Linked DNA regions of Pan troglodytes: region 2 is linked to region 1. The links are chromatin contacts, called in public HiChIP or PLAC-seq maps. All regions are on one chromosome and are shown on one strand. Each heading gives the region's core, a stretch centred on a gene start, on an enhancer-like site or on the middle of the called end of the contact. The rest is flanking DNA. Distances are from core to core; before and after follow the strand shown. Region 1 holds the start of SF3B3 (splicing factor 3b subunit 3). Region 2 holds the start of LOC134806955 (exosome component 6).

Region 1 (7,603 bases), core at 1,745-4,244:
CATTTATTGTGCAACCTCAATTTATGTAACATTTTTATGCTTCAGTTTTTTCATCTGTAAAACTAGGATAGCAATACCAATCTCACTGGGCTGTTGAATGAGTCAAACAGGAAACCACACAAAGTGCTTAACATGGTATGTGGCATATAGTTCAACAACAGCCATTAAAATTAACCATACATTTTTATTTTTTGCGGGGGCTCAAGTGCTCTTCCTACCTCAGCCCCCCAAATATCTGTGACTATAGGTGTGCACAACCCTGGTCCACTGTTTAATTTTTTTGTAGCCACGAGGTCTCACTATATTGCCCAGGCTGGTCCCCAACTATCTGCTATTGCCCAGGCTGGTCTCCAACTATAGCTCAAGCTATCTGCCCATCTCAGCCTCCCAAAGAACTGCGATTAGAGGCATGAGCCACTTGTGCCCAGGCAGCTATACTTTTTTTTCTTTTGAGACGAGTTTCGCTCTTTCACCCAGGCTGGAGTGAAGTGGCCTGATCTTGGCTCACTGCAACCTCCCTGCCCTGGGGTTCAAGCGATTTTCATGCCTCTGCCTCCCAATTAGCTGGGATTATAGACGCCCACCATCACACCCGGCTAACTTTTGCATTTTTAGTAGAGACTAACATGGTTTCGCCACGTTGGCCAGGTTGGTCTCGAACTCCTGACCTCGGGTGATCCACCCGCCTCGGCCTCCCAAACTGCTGGTATTACAGGCACGAGCCACCAAGCCCGGCCATATACATTTTTATTAAAATCGTTCTGTAGGTTCCAGAGGAAAACGTCCTCTTGACAGTCATGGAATACAAATACAGTACTTATATCATTTTGTCTGTAAGATTTCCATAATTTTCCACCCAACATATTAAATGACTGAATGAATGCGAGCTTAGGAATGTTAAGATACTAAATTTTTTTTTTTTTTTTTTTTTTTTTTGGGACAGAGTCTCACTCTGTCGCCCAGGCTGGAGTGCAGTGGTGCGATCTCGGCTCACTGCAAGCTCCTTCTCCCTGGTTCACGCCATTCTCCTGCCTCAGCCTCCCGAGTAGCTGGGACTACAGGCGCCCGCCACCACGCCCGGCTAATTTTTTGTATTTTTAGTAGAGACGGGGTTTCACTGTGTTAGCCAGGATGATCTCGATTTCCTGACCTCGTGATCCATCCGCCTCAGCCTCCCAAAGTGCTGGGGTTACAGGAGTGAGCCACCGCGCCCGGCTTTTTTTTTTTTTTTTAAGAGACACAATTTTGCTCTTGTTGCCCAGGCTAGAGTGTAATGGCGCTATCTTGGTTCACTGCAACCTCCGCCTCCTGGGTTCAAGCAATTCTCCTGCCTCAGTCTCCCGAGTAGCTGGGATTACAGGCATGCGTCACCACGCCCGGCTAATTTTGTATTTTTAGTAGTGATGGTTTTCACCATTTTGGTCATGCTGGTCTCGAACTCCTGACTCAGGTGATCCTCCCGTCTTGGCCTCCCAAAGTGCTGGGATGGCAGGCGTGAGCCACCGCGCCCCGCAAGATACTAAATTTTAAAACACATCTTGCTGAGGCCAGACAAAAAAAGCCCCCCACACTAAACTAGCCAGGCACGGTGGTGTGCGCCTCTGGTTTCATCGATTCTGATTGCAGCACAACAGCACTCCAGCCTGCGCAACAGAGAGCGGCCCTGTTTCTAAAAATAACAAAACAAAACAAAAAACACCACACATATCTTGCTGAAAAACGTATCAGAAACTGCTAGAGTTAGTGCAAGTTTATACTTGAAAATACTCAAAGATATCAACGATCACCTCTCCCTCAGGCTGAAACTGCCTTTTGTGCTCAACTTTGCTAGAAGTTTGGTCTGGGAAACAGCTGACAAGCTTAGAGCTTAGATCTCTTTTGACTAGCAAGGAACCCAACTGACATTCGAAAGTGAATTGACAGCATCGAGTTGCCACTGAAAATTAAAGGAGGCAGGAGATAGAACGTTATGAACTGAAAGGAATTGGAGAATAGTCCACACCTCTCATTTGATAAAATATCAAGGGTACCAGAGATGAAGTGACTTGTCCAAGGTTAGAGAATTGTGTCTGAGTCTTAAAAGCTCAAACCTCTACAAAGATGTGCATTTGACCAAAACGCTAAAATCACACCCCCAAATCACTCCCCACAAGAGGAAGTCTTAAAACGCTTCAAGAAGTTAATCTGCAAAGGCTTCCCTCTTAAATAACAGGATGAGAGCGTTTCATAATTTGTAAATTAAGCCAATGCAAAAGGGCGCTTATTATTTTGAGAACCAAGCACTTTGGCAAATACTCTCAGACTAACTTTACTCCCGTGGAGAAACTGGTGATCATGGATCAGGGAAATCAACGGGGGTCTAGGGAGGAGAGGCTGCAGATCGCCCAGGTATCAGGGAAGACAAGCTCGGCGCGTCCGACAGCGTGAAAAGAGTTGACAGGACTACTCATATACCCGACTAGCTTCCGCTTCTTTGTTTCCCCGCTTTTTTGTATCCCCCAGCAAGGAGAGTTTCCCACAGCCCGGATTTCCCGACTGAAGGCTCCCACTCTCCCTAGATCCTCCATGAAAAAGAGGAGGCTCGACCCCGCACCTCCTCGCCGCAGAGCCGTTCGTATACAGCCTCCAGCTCCTGCAGCTCTGTCAGGGAGCGAATGAGCTCAGCGGAGATTTCGGAGCAGCGGCCACCTCCCACCCCCTCAGACGGCGGCTGCACCCCTGACAGCTTCGGAGGCGAATCAAGGTCCGCCATCTTGGTCCCCATTCGGCACTTCCGGTCCCGCGAGGCCCCCTCTTCGTTGGCGCCTATTTGGGGCTGCCTACAGAAGTGCCCAATGAACTCTAATGGTTTTTTTTTAAGTCTACTTCTAAAAACGTATTAATTTTCTATTCTCCTGGAAAAAGCAAAGCAATAAAGCATGTTTAAATAATTTGTAATGCCGTGTGGAAGCAAGACGGAAGCATTTTTTAAAAATTATATATATTCTTCAGGCGCGGATTGGGTGCCTTTTTCCGCCGCGCGCCACCAGAATGTCCCTGTCTTGAGGTCTAATGGCGGACGCCAGTATGTTGGAGTTGGTGGTGGCTTAAGTTTTGAAGGGAGGTAGCATCCGTTGGATATCCACACCATCCTTCTCGCTGCAGGGTAAAAAAACAGCCTGGAGACTTCCCCGGGCCCGGGGAGGCGGAGAGCGGCCATATGGAAGGGGGACCCTAGACTTTGGCGGGGGTCACGGGCAGTCTAGGCCCGAGAGGCTGGGGACCAGGAGGAGGTACCGAGGGATGGTTGAGGCGCCAAAACGGCTTCCTGCAGTTATCTCTCGCTTCCATCCACAGTGTGGGAACGTATTCTATCTCAAAATAGGGCTCGTGGAGATTGCTTTTAACTTCTGGGGACTCTGAGACGGGGGAGGTGTGACAAGCAGCGGGAGGGATGGATGTCTCCCTCTGGGTAGAGTAAATGGTACACCGATGGGAAGATAGAAAGATGGAGCGTGTTAAAAGCGTAAATAACGGAAACAGTCTTTAGAGCCAAGACTCTGGTTTGAATTTGTATTTTGGTAGTTGGGCAACTTGTCTCCTCCTCTGAACCTCTATTTTCTCGTTTGCGTAATGGAGGACAGAGTTTAAATGCGATGATGTTTCCTTGGAGGATGGAGAAGATGCAGTGAGCAATCATACAAGCTTTTTGTAATAATGGTAAACAGACGTGGGGGAAATTTTTTTTGTTTTGTTTTGTTTTTGTGATGGAGTCACAGTCTGTCGCCCAGACTGGAGAGCAGTGGCGCGATCTCGGCTCACTGCATCTCTGCCTCCCGGGTTCCACCGATTCTCTTACCTCAGCCTCCCGAGTAGACTAGCTGGGATTACGGGCGCGTGCCACCACGCCCGGCTAATTTTTCTTTTTTTGAGACGGTGTCTCGCTTTGTCGCCCAGGCTGGAGTGCAGTGGCGCGATCTCTGCTCACTGCAAGCTCCGCTTTCCGGGTTCACGCCATTCTCCTGCCTCAGCCTCCCGAGTAGCTGGAACTACAGGCGCCCGCCACCGCGCCCAGCTAATTTTTTGTATTTTTAGTAGAGACGGGGTTTCACGGTGTTAGCCAGGATGGTCTCGATCTCCTGACCTTGATCCACCTGCCTTGGCCTCCCAAAGTGTTGGGATTACAGGTGTGAGACACCGCGCCCGGCCCAGACGTGGGGGAAGTTTTAAAGCTTACCACATTTATCTGGTATATATTTTTTGTTTGTTTGTTTTGTTTTTGAGACGAAGTCTCGCTGTCGCCCAGGCTGGAGCGCAGCGGCTTGATCTCGGCTTACTGCAGCCTCCTCCTCCTTGGTTCTAGCTATTCTCACGCCTCAGCTTCCCGAGTAGCTGAGATTAAAGGCGTGTGCCACCGCGCCCGGCTAGTTTTTGCATTTTTAGTAGAGGGGTTTTCACTGTGTTGGCCAGGCTGGTCTCAATTCCTGACCTCAAGTGACCCATTTGCCTCGGCCTCCCAAAGTGCTGGGATTACAGGCGTGAGCCACCACTGCGCCTGGCCTCGTATATAGTTTTTCTAGTACTGGACTGATCCTCCGAAATGCACCTTCCTCCACGACCCAAAGTTAAGGTGTCGCTGGAGAACCTGAATCCAACTAGATTTGGGAAAAAATGAATTCCAAAGGTTTGTAATGGATTGTATCAGTTATAAGGAAAGGGGAAAGTAGACTGTTTTCATCAGCTACAAAACATGAAAAGTAACTTGCGGGGAGCTGTTCAGGGATTCAGAAGCAGCTCCTAGCTTCCTCTCTTTTGCTTTTTTTGTTGTTTCTCCACTCCCTGGTCTTTCAACATCGGTCCTTTTCGTTCATCTTTTCCTGTGGTCCTAGAACGTTAAACATACCTTAGCCTATGGGCTGGGCGCGGTGGCTCAACGCCTGTAATCCTAGCACTTTGGGAGGCGGAGGCGGGCGGATCACAAAGTCAGGAGATCGAGACCATCCTGGCTAACATGGTGAAACCCCGTCGCTACTAAAAATACAAAAAATTAGCCGGGTGTGGTGGCGGGCGCCAGTTGTCCCAGCTACTCGGGAGCCTGAGGCAGGAGAATGGTGTGAACCCGGGAGGCGGAGCTTGCAGTGAGCCAAGATGGCGCCCCTGCACTCCAGCCTGGGCGACAGATTGAGACGCCTCAAAAAAAAAAAAAAAAGATATACCTTAGTCTCAAGTAGAAAATTTTATATCTCTCAGGACCCATTTCTAGCCTGGAGCATTGATCTTGCCACCCTGCTTTTACTCAGCCCAGAAAGTTATTTATAAGGACGTTTACTCATAATTCTCTCTTCTCGTTTAACAATAAAATCAAATATGTATGTTAATTCTATACTAATGACCTTGGATTTCTCAAGGTCCCGTGCTTTTTATTTATTTATTTTTTTTTTTTTGAGACGAGGTCTCATTCTGTCGCCCAGCCTGGAGTGCAGTGGCATGATGTTGGCTCACCACAACCTCCGCCTCCCAGGTTCAAGCGATTCTCCTGCCTCAGCCTCCCGAGTAGCTGGGACTACAGGCGCACAGCACCATGCCCAGCTAATTTTTGTATTTTTAGTAGAGACGGGGTTTCACTATGTTGGCCAAGCTGGTCTCGAACTCCTGACCTCGTGAGCCACCACGCCCGGTCACATATGTTGTTTCTTAATAGGGCTTGCTCTGCTGGTTCTGCTGTCTTCATCCAGAATTTCCCATACAGAAATGTCTGTTGAAGTAATAGTCTCCCAGCTATTTTTCTGTTTTCTGTTTTCTTAGCTTTCTTGGACTCCGTACTGTTGGTGTAACCAAGGCCTGGAGGTCTGGGTGGCTCAGGTTTCCTGCAACCATGTTTCTGTACAACTTAACCTTGCAGAGAGCCACTGGCATCAGCTTTGCCATTCATGGAAACTTTTCTGGTAAGTTCTCTCGTTACCATCTTTTGAAATTTTAAGTGAATTAATACATATCTTGCTTAGTCTCTTGTGCAGGAAATGTTTTCCATTTATGACGAAACAGTTGTTGGTAGATGTAAACAATTCAAATTATGAGATGAGGTGTTAAGTTCTGGTGCATTATCTGTTACCTATTTCAGATGCATTTCCTAGCTCACAAATTGTGTAATGATTCTTGTCAGGGCACACTTTTCTTGGCTGCTTACCTAGTGCCAAGTCGTGTGCCTATTGCTGTAAGACATACTGAGATGTGTAAGACCTGATCCTTGATCTTGAATTTGACATCAGGTTGGGTAAAAAGAATGTCTGAAGGTGTTTGTCTGGTTATCAGAGAGTAATTTAAATAAAGGGAAGGTTGGACCTTGGTTTGGTGCTTGAAGAGATAGAACTTTTGTATGAGAGAAAAGGGAAAATGCAGTTTAGGTAGGGAGTGCTGTCTGCATAGAAACAGATAATTTGCTTACGTTTACCATGTGGGGAATATTTTTGTAAAGATGGATTAAGGCTAGGTTTGAATTGTGTGAAATTTCAAATATTGGATTAGGAAATACAAAGTTACTGAAAGTGAGGTACTAATGTTTATAAAATAAAAACTTTTTCTTGCCATTTGCAGATTTAACATTTTTGAGTCAATCCAAGTAATGCAGGAGGTTCATGATTGTGTAGAGTAAGACATAATTTTGTTGAGGTTTAACTCTGAATACTTAATGTGGTACTGAATACTTAATGTGGTACTGAGAGGCAGCCTAACTGACCACACAGCATTCATATTTCATGTTGTTATTTTCTCTGATCCTCATTATGGCTCTTCCTGCGGGTTTGAGGCTTCATTTGGGTAATTTAGTTATTCTTTGCTGCATTTGATTAAGGAAATACGTATATGGGAATTTGGAGATTTGTGACTGACTTCACTATGTAATGCAATGAATCTCAGCTGGAGTTTGGATAGAATTTTTGAAAGCACGTTTTTGTTTTTTGTTTGTTTTGTTTTTGTTTTTGTTTTTTCCTTGAAACAGAGTCCTGCTCTGTCACCCAGGCTGGAGCGCAGTGGTGTGATCTTGGCTCACTGCAACCTCCGCCTCCTGGGTTCAAGCGATTCTCCTGCCTCAGCCTCCTGAGTAGCTGGGATTACATGCGTGCACCACCATGCCCGGCTAATTTTTCATATTTTTAGTAGAGATGAGGTTTCACCATATTGGCCAGGCTGATCTCGAATTCCTGACCTCGTGATCCACCCACCTTAGCCTCCCAAAGTGCTGGGATTACAGGCATGAGCTACTGTGCCCTGCTGAAAGCACATTTTTAATACTAATTTTATCTTTCAAATTCCTTTTCCAATTCAGTCTTCCTTTTTATCTAAAATGATGGAGAAGTTTTCTTTTTTTTTTTTTTTTTGAGACGTAGTCTTGCTGTGTTGCCCAGGCTGGAGTACAGTAGTGCGACCTCGGCTCACTGCAAACTCCGTCTCCCAGGTTCAAGCGATTCTCCTGTGTCAGCCTCTGGAGTAGCTGGGATTACAGGCACGTGCCACCACACCTGGCTAATTTTTGTATTTTTAGTAGAGATGGGATCCCACCATGTTGGCCAGGCTGGTTTCAAACTCCTGACCTCAAGTGATCTTCCTGCCTCAGCCTCCCAAAGTG
Region 2 (7,603 bases), core at 2,861-5,360, 270 kb before region 1:
CTCCGTCTCTACTAAAAATATAAAAATTAGCAGAGCACAGTGGCACCTGCCTGTAATCCCAGCTACTCAGAAGGGTGAAGCAAGAGAACTGCTTGAACCTGGGAGGCGGAGGTTGCAGTGAGCCGAGATTGTGCCACTGCCCTCCAGCTTGGACAATAGAGCAAGATTTCGTCTCAAAAAAAAAGAGAAAAAGAAAACCATTATTTTGCAATAGCCAATGTTATAATCTACACAGGCACAGACTATCAATGCTAAAAATCATTTAAAAGACATCTTAGGGGTAATTACAGAAATTTGAATATAGAACACATATGTAATAAAATTCATTTTCTTAGGTATGATTACAATATTCTTGTTATACAGAAGAAAAACCTTATTCTTGGGAGATGCAAACTAAAACATGGGTTGAACTGTCATCATGTGTATGGTTTTCAGATGCTCAACAAAAGTGTGAGAAAATAAAACTGTGGCAAAATATTAGTAACTGGTAAATCTAGGTGAAGCATATATTATGAAATTATTATCGTATTTACAGGTATTTATTTTACTGGTGCATCTATCTTTCTATGAATGTGAGAATTTTCACAAGAGCTGGGAAAATGTTCATAATTATGCATGCAGAATAAGCCCAAGCTGGTGGCATTCTGTTCAGTTACAGGTAATTTTCTGAATCTTCCCTCAAATTTTTCTCAAACCTCTATAATGAAGGGGAAAAATGTTTTGTTTTGCTTTGCTTTTTTGAGATAGGGTTGCCTATAATGGAGTGCAGTAGCTTGACCATAGCTCACCGTAGCTTCAACCTCCCAGGCACAAGCGATCCTCCTGCCTCAGCCTTCAAGTAGCTGGGACTACAGGTGCATACCACCATGCCTTTTTTTTTTTCCTTTTTTTTTTTTTTTTTTTTTTTTTGATAGAAACAGGGTTTCACCATGTTGCCCAGGCTGGTCTCAAACTCCTGGACTCAGGCGATTCACCAGCCTCAACCTCCCACAGTGCTGGGGTTACAGGAGTGAGCCACCATGCCCAGTTAAAAATACATTTTTTATTTTTAAAAAAAAAGAACACTCCTTATATTTCCTTTATATTTTGTAAACTACATACCCAAAATAAAGCATATCAAAAACTGTTAAAAAAAAAAAAAAAACCCTAATATCAGATATTCCAAACACAACAATACCATAATTTAATCACTTAAAATCTTACTCAAAACTAAATCAATGATCTTTTAGGCCAGGTGTGGTGGCTCATGATAGTAATCACAGTACTTTGGGAGGCCGAGGCAGGAGGATCACTTGAGGTCAGGAGTTCAAGACCAGCATGGCCAACACAATGAAACTCCATCTCTACTAAAAATACAAAAATTAGCCAGGCTAATGGCACACTCCTGTAATACCAGCTACTTACGAGGCTGAGGCAGGAGAATCGCTTGAACCTGGGAGGCAGAGGTTGCAGTGAGCCGAGATCATGCCACTGCACTCCAGGCTGGACAACAGAGCAAGACTCCGCATCAAAAAAAAAAAAAAAGATATTTTAATATACTCAGATACACAAATATGAAATAAAACTAAGTAGAGCTGGTATTCATTTACACATAATTATCTTATACCGTTTGGAATAAGAATTTGGGGCACGTTAGCAAACCAAAAGGCTCAGAAAGAAGTCGTGATATTTAGTTCTTGTCTCCCTCTACAAACGTGAAGCACTCTTCTATCCGGCATTCCTAGTGGAGTTCCTATTTTCAAATTTGCAAATCATTCTGGTCCTAAGCAATCTCAAAAAAAACATTTACTAAAAACCAAAGAGGAAAAAAATCTTATAACTTTGGGAGGCTGAGGCAGACGGATCACTGAGATCAGGAGTTTGAGACCAGCTTGGCCAACATGATGAAACCCCATCTTCTCTAAAAATACAAAAAGTTAGCTGGGTGTGGTGGCAGGTGCCTGTAGTCCCAGCTATTCCAGAGGCTGAGGCAGGAGAATCACTTGAACCTCTGAGGTGGAGGTTGCAGTGAGTTGAGATCGCGCCATTGCACTCCAGCCTGGGCAACAGAGTGAGACTCTGTCTCAAAAAATAAATATAAAAAAATAAAAAGCTGGTATGCTCCATTAATACCTGCAGGCCCGACAAAGGCAGCCTAGGAATTCTAGATGAATGGAATGAATACAACTTGCTGGAAGTTCTTAGGAAACAAAATGACTATTCACAGAACCAAATAAAAGTCTTCCACTAGAAACTAAAAATAATAATAATGGTTTCATATATATGCATACACAAGCAACGCCAGAAGAGAATAAATAGCAAATGAATGAAAACTGGAAGCAAAAACAAATAAATAGGAAACCATCTCTAAATGTTTTTTACTCAATCGACCCTGAACGCTACAGCATTATCCAGGGCCGCAGAAAACACACATAATACTTTATTCCTGATAAACAATTCAATGTCCTTAAGTCCGCCAATATCACCGTACATTCTGTGCAATCAAGAAATTTACTCAGCTGGGCACAGTGGCTCACACCTGTAATTCCAGCACTTTGGGAGGCCAAGGCGGGTGGATCACCTGAGGTCAGGCATTCGAGAACAGCCTGGCCAACATGGCGAAACCCCATCTCTACTAAAAATACAAAAATTAGCCCGGTATGGAGGCATGTGCCTGTAATCCCAGCTACTTGGGAGGCTGAGGCAGCAGAATGGATTGAACCCAGGAGGCAGAGGTTGCAGTGAGCCAAGATCGCACCATTGCACTCCAGCCTGGGCAACAGAACAAGACTCCATCAAAAAAAAAAAGAAGAAAGAAAGAAGAAAAGAAAATTAGCCAGGTGTGGTTGCATGCACCTGTAGTCCCAGCACTTTGGGAGGCCAAGGCAGGAGGATCAATCAAGGCTAGGAGTTTGAGACTGCAGAAAGAAACCCTGTCTCTAAAAAAAAGGTCCAGCTAAAATCAGGGTCCAGCTCCACCACAAGCGCAGCTCCAGGGGCTGTTGAGTTTTGCCTTTATCATTCCAAGTAGTCTCTGCTCCAGACCAAGTCCCACCATCTGGCAGTCAGGTCAGTCCAACCACAGTCATATCAGGGCCCTTCCAGGAATTCTCGACGCAGACTGGAGGCCGATGGCGCGGATCTTTTCGTGGACGGCGGCAGCACGGTCCTCGGCTTGCGTCCGTAGTTGCTCAGGCTTCTGGTTCAGGGCTGGGCGGCGGCGCCCCTGCGGCGGGCGGCCCGCACCAGGCTCTGCTGCAGCACGGGGTAGAGGCGCTGGCAGCCCTCGAGGCCCAGGCGTACGGCCTCCGCCCAGCTCTCGGTCAGGCCGCCCTCGCCGCTGCCCAGCAGCCCGGCCACCTGATTCAGCACAGGCATGAGCGCCACGGTGAGGCCGGCGGCGGCGCGCTCTTCCTCGAGCCGCGTGGGGTCCAGGAGCCAGGTGGGCGCGGGCCCCGGCGCGAGGCTGAGGCCGCAGCCCACCACCAGGTCGTACATCTCCACGCCCGCGTCGGCCAGGGCGAGAGCGGCGGCGGTGAGCGCGGCGGCCAGGGCCGAGCCACCGTCCTCCAGCAGCAGCGCCGACACCTCGAGCTGCGCGCGCGGGTAGCGGCCCAGGCGCACAGCCGGCTCCAGCGCCTCCTGCAGCGCCAGCGCCAGCTCACGCTCCTCGCAGCCGCCCGGGGGAGCGCGGCGCCGGCGGCCCGCGAAGGGTGCGCGGCGGAAGTCGCAGAGCAGGCGACCGCGCAGCGCGGCCGGGGCCTCGCCGCCTGCTCCGGCCGGGCCGCTGCCGCGCTCGCCGCCCTCGGCCTGTCGCGGGCCCGACACGGCACACAGCACCTTGGTGCCTCCCGCCTCCAAGTAGGCCGAGCCCTTGGCCTGGCTCAGCAGCCCGGCGCGCGCGTACACGGGCCGTAGCCGCGTTGGGTCGCGGGTGCCGGGCGCCTCCTCTTCGTCGGCCGCGTACAGCTGCGGCGGCTGCGATTCTTCAGGGCCGCGGATGCGGCGGTGATCCCCAGGCATGGCGGTTCTTGGCGTGCGAACCCCTTCCGCCCAACGCCCTGCCGCATCCACTGGTTCTTCCGTTGCTTAAAGACGCGCGGCTGCGCATGGGCTGTCGGGAGAGCGGCGGGAGGCACTACAGCGCCCCTGGAGGCCCGGAGGGAGAACGGCCCGGTCCCAGTTGTGCAGGGTAGCCGGATCCATCCATCTTGCTGGAAGGGAAGGGGGAGAGCAGCTCCAAGAAAGGCTTCTCTGCTTCCACTACCTCCACCCCTCATCTACTGAATTATGAACGCCTTGCTCCATGTCACCCCACCTATTTGGCCTCCACCTCCACAGACGTTTGAGGCAACCCTAGGGGCTGTTCCCAAAATTTTGGGTTCTGGGGCTGGACTAGGTGAACACCACAGCAGCCAGCAGGAGCCACAGCATTTATTCTACAGACGCCAAAGGCTGTCAAAAGACCCAGCCCCTATTGGGAAGAGGGATAGAGATAATGCGGCACTAAGTATTGCACGTGGTCCTTTTATTCTCTGCAGCAAAAACGATTCCTACTTGCTGACGCGGAAAGCTCAGGTCTGGAGAGCCGTTATCTATAGATGCAAGCGTGACGATCAACAGCAATGCGGGGTTAGTGGTTCTAGACCGATGGCACTGACGTGGAGGGCTCAGGGCAGAAATTTAAGGGGCACTGAGACATAGGACTGCTCTCAAGTGTGTTCCAGTTACTGCTGGGTTAGGAGGGGCTCTTTAAAGGTCCCAAGATTCAAATGTTCTTGTAGCAGATGAAGAGCTCTTGGCTGGACGGATGGATCCAGTGGGAGCCTCCTCCTTCCCCACTCAGTTCTTTACATCCCCGAGGCGCAGCTGGGCGAAGGAAGTGGCCAGCTGCAGCGCCTCCTGCAGGCAGCCAACGTTCTTGCCTGTGGCCTGTGCAGACACATCCTTGCCACCACCTTTACCGTCCATCAGGCCTGACACCTGCTGCACCCACTCGCTGGCTTTTAAGCCCCGATTGGCTGCATTCTAGAAGACAGGAAGGGAAGGGGGAGTCAGCACAGAAGATGGGATTGAGGGAGGAATGCAGAGAAAGAAAGGATGGAGGAGCCATCACCCACTCCTTGCCCTGGGTGATACTGCTGGAGGCCGAGACAGACTTTACGGCTGGTACAGGGGGCGGCCATGGCCACTGCCAGGACAGGACAGAGTGGCAAAGCCAGGTATCAACCAGATGTCTTCACCAATGAGGCGGCCTGGGTAAGGGGTACTGGCAAAGGTAACCAACCAGTGGGCAGAAAGGCTGTTTCGAATGCAGGCTGTACACACACAGGCCTCAGCCAACAACCTTAAGACCTAACACTTCCCACTGGTGCGAGGTGGTGCTGACCTGGGGGACTTGACACAGGCACGTGATCTTGCCAGCCTCATTGTCCACCGTGAAGAGCATGGCAGAAGTCTGAGGGGAGTGCATCTTGAAGAGCTTCAAGGCTTCATTCAGGGCCTGTGGGGAGGACCTGGCTCAGGCCACGGTGCTGGAGCAGGGACCCTCACTAGTGTGAGCATTTGCAGCCCTCAGAAGGCCTGCCACCCAACCCTACCCCTTCCCAGAGCAGGTGCTGTGCCCAGGGCCTGTGGGGAGGACCCCAGCGCCGGGCCCTGCCCCTACCCTGGCCCAGGTATGCCTCCCACATGCAGGGAGCTGCTGCTCCTCCCAATCTCAATCCCAGACCGTGGGCCCTTAGGCAACCACTTCGCTCAGAGCCACAGAGGCCACATGTCAGCCACCAGAGGGCTGATGAGCCCTAGGGGAGGGGACCCTGGCCCCTGGGTTGCCTTGGCTGAGGCGCCGCTCTCCATCTCCAGGATGACAAGGGGCTGGTTGGGGTTGCTGTCGATGAACTGCTTCGTCTTCTCTAACACCTGGAAGAAAAAAGTCCAGAAGAGCAGCTCAGACCAAAAGCCCAGGCCCCGAACCCCTGGCCGTACCCTGCCGGCCTATGCCTAGAAAACACTCTGGCCACTGGTGCTGCCAGGACTCACTCGTTTCTGGACATCGGCTTTGCTGGCTCGGTCCAAGTCATCCATGACCTTCTTGAGGGATTTGAGAGTCTCCCGCAATTCATCCTTCTGCCACTGGGGGATGACTGCAGTGGCCAGGGCCTGGAACCAATAGACGACCATCTCAATCTGGGCCACAACTTGCTGGGATGTCAGGGTCCAGCCCACCCCACCCGAACCCAAGTCCTCCCTGACTAGTGTCCTGGAAAGGAAAGCAAGGAAAGCTGTGAGACCAGTCCCTTTAGGAGCAGCTGTGGCAGGTGAAACAAGCAGGGCTAGAGAGAAAGGAGCAGCAGAAAGCTGGGCTCCCAAATCAGGCCCGGTCCTTACCAGGCTGGGAACAGCCTGTGATAAGCTTCCTGGCAGCTTGAAATGCAAATAAATGCCAGGCAGGCTTGGAGGCAGGGGCCAGCCTTAGCCCCTTCCCCAAATCCCTCCACCCCAGTGCCCATACATGCTTGGGAAGAGCTCTCCTGCTAGCAGCACTGGGAGCAGCAGGGAATGTCCAGGGTCCAAGGACAGGATCCATGGGGTCCCTGCTACAAGGCTGCAGGACAACAGAAGTCAGCCCAAAGGCCCATTCCACCAAGAACCAGGGCCTGACTGACTACAGATGATTTCCTGAAGACGGGGCATGTCTCATGCACCAGGCCCTGAGGACGGAGGGAGGGAAGCCGCCCCTACCTCTCCAAGGTCAGCGATCTCCCTCTGCACATCCTTGTTTGGAGCAGTCTGAGCCTTCACTTTGGCTTCCATGACAGAGAGACATTTCTTCATGCTCTCTGCTTTCCTGAGGGCCTGGGAGGGGACACCGGGTCAACCCCAGGCAGGAGGTCTGAGTCAGACTCACTATCCTGTGTCTGAGCAGCTGCGGAAGCCCCGGCGGTAGGCCCTGCAGCAACATACCCCAACACCCCAAAAGTGTCTGTGGGGAGTAGGTGCTGGCAGCTCCAGGCCCCAGCAAGGAGCACAGTGCTCACAGGCCCACTGGCAAAGGCTGCACCCAACTCAGACTCAGGGGTGATCAAGCTCGAGAATCAGGAGCCCCTTCCCCCAGGAAGTGGCCACCCCTGGGGCTTTAGCACAAGTCAGACACACCAGTTCCCGTGAAAGAGCACCCATCCTCTACTGCACGGCCTCAGACTAAGCACGCCCCTAGGAGTACATGGATCAGCGCTGGGGGCCCCGATGCCACAGCGAATCTATGTCTTACCCTCCTCCACATGGAGACAGGAGGGGGTAGATGGCCAGATTCACTTTTTTTTTTTTTTTTTTTTGAGATGGAGTCTCGCCCCATCACCCAAGCTGGAACGCAGTGGTGCGATCTCGGCTCACTGCAACCTCTGCCTCCCAGGTTCAAGTGATTCTCCTGCCCCAGCCTCCCAAGTAGCTGGGATTACAGACGCGCGCCACTACACCCAGCTAATTTTTGTATTTTTAGTAGAGACGGGGTTTCAGTATGTTGGTCAGGCTGGTCTCGAACTCTTGACCTAGTGATCCACCCGCCTCGGCCTCCCAAAGTGCTGGGATTACAGGCGTGAGCCACTGCGTCCGGCCTGATTCA

What was found. HiChIP or PLAC-seq counts read pairs in DNA pulled down with a chosen protein or histone mark.
Region 2: a contact with region 1 is called in an H3K4me3 HiChIP or PLAC-seq map of stem cell-derived excitatory neurons, with 2.1 times the contacts expected there. The contact joins the promoter of LOC134806955 here to the promoter of SF3B3 in region 1. A contact is called at or near these places in 1 of 7 Hi-C or Micro-C datasets (induced pluripotent stem cells) and 1 of 1 datasets of contacts at active chromatin or transcription factors (stem cell-derived excitatory neurons).

The regions. Positions count from the first base shown.
Region 1 is chr18:72,154,464-72,162,066 of NHGRI_mPanTro3-v2.0_pri, reverse strand. SF3B3 (splicing factor 3b subunit 3) reads left to right here and starts at 2,994. Exons shown (of 26, transcript XM_511081.7): 1 at 2,994-3,145; 2 at 5,785-5,924. The coding sequence starts at 5,855. It overlaps COG4 (component of oligomeric golgi complex 4), which reads right to left and starts at 2,797. Exons shown (of 19, transcript XM_016930110.2): 1 at 2,594-2,797. The coding sequence starts at 2,764.
Region 2 is chr18:72,428,821-72,436,423 of NHGRI_mPanTro3-v2.0_pri, reverse strand. It overlaps LOC134806955 (exosome component 6), which reads right to left and starts at 4,110. Exons shown (of 1, transcript XM_054669573.2): 1 at 2,330-4,110. The coding sequence starts at 4,002. The coding sequence ends at 3,184. AARS1 (alanyl-tRNA synthetase 1) reads right to left here. Exons shown (of 21, transcript XM_016930106.4): 17 at 6,724-6,837; 18 at 6,022-6,141; 19 at 5,815-5,901; 20 at 5,369-5,482; 21 at 4,491-5,007. The coding sequence ends at 4,822.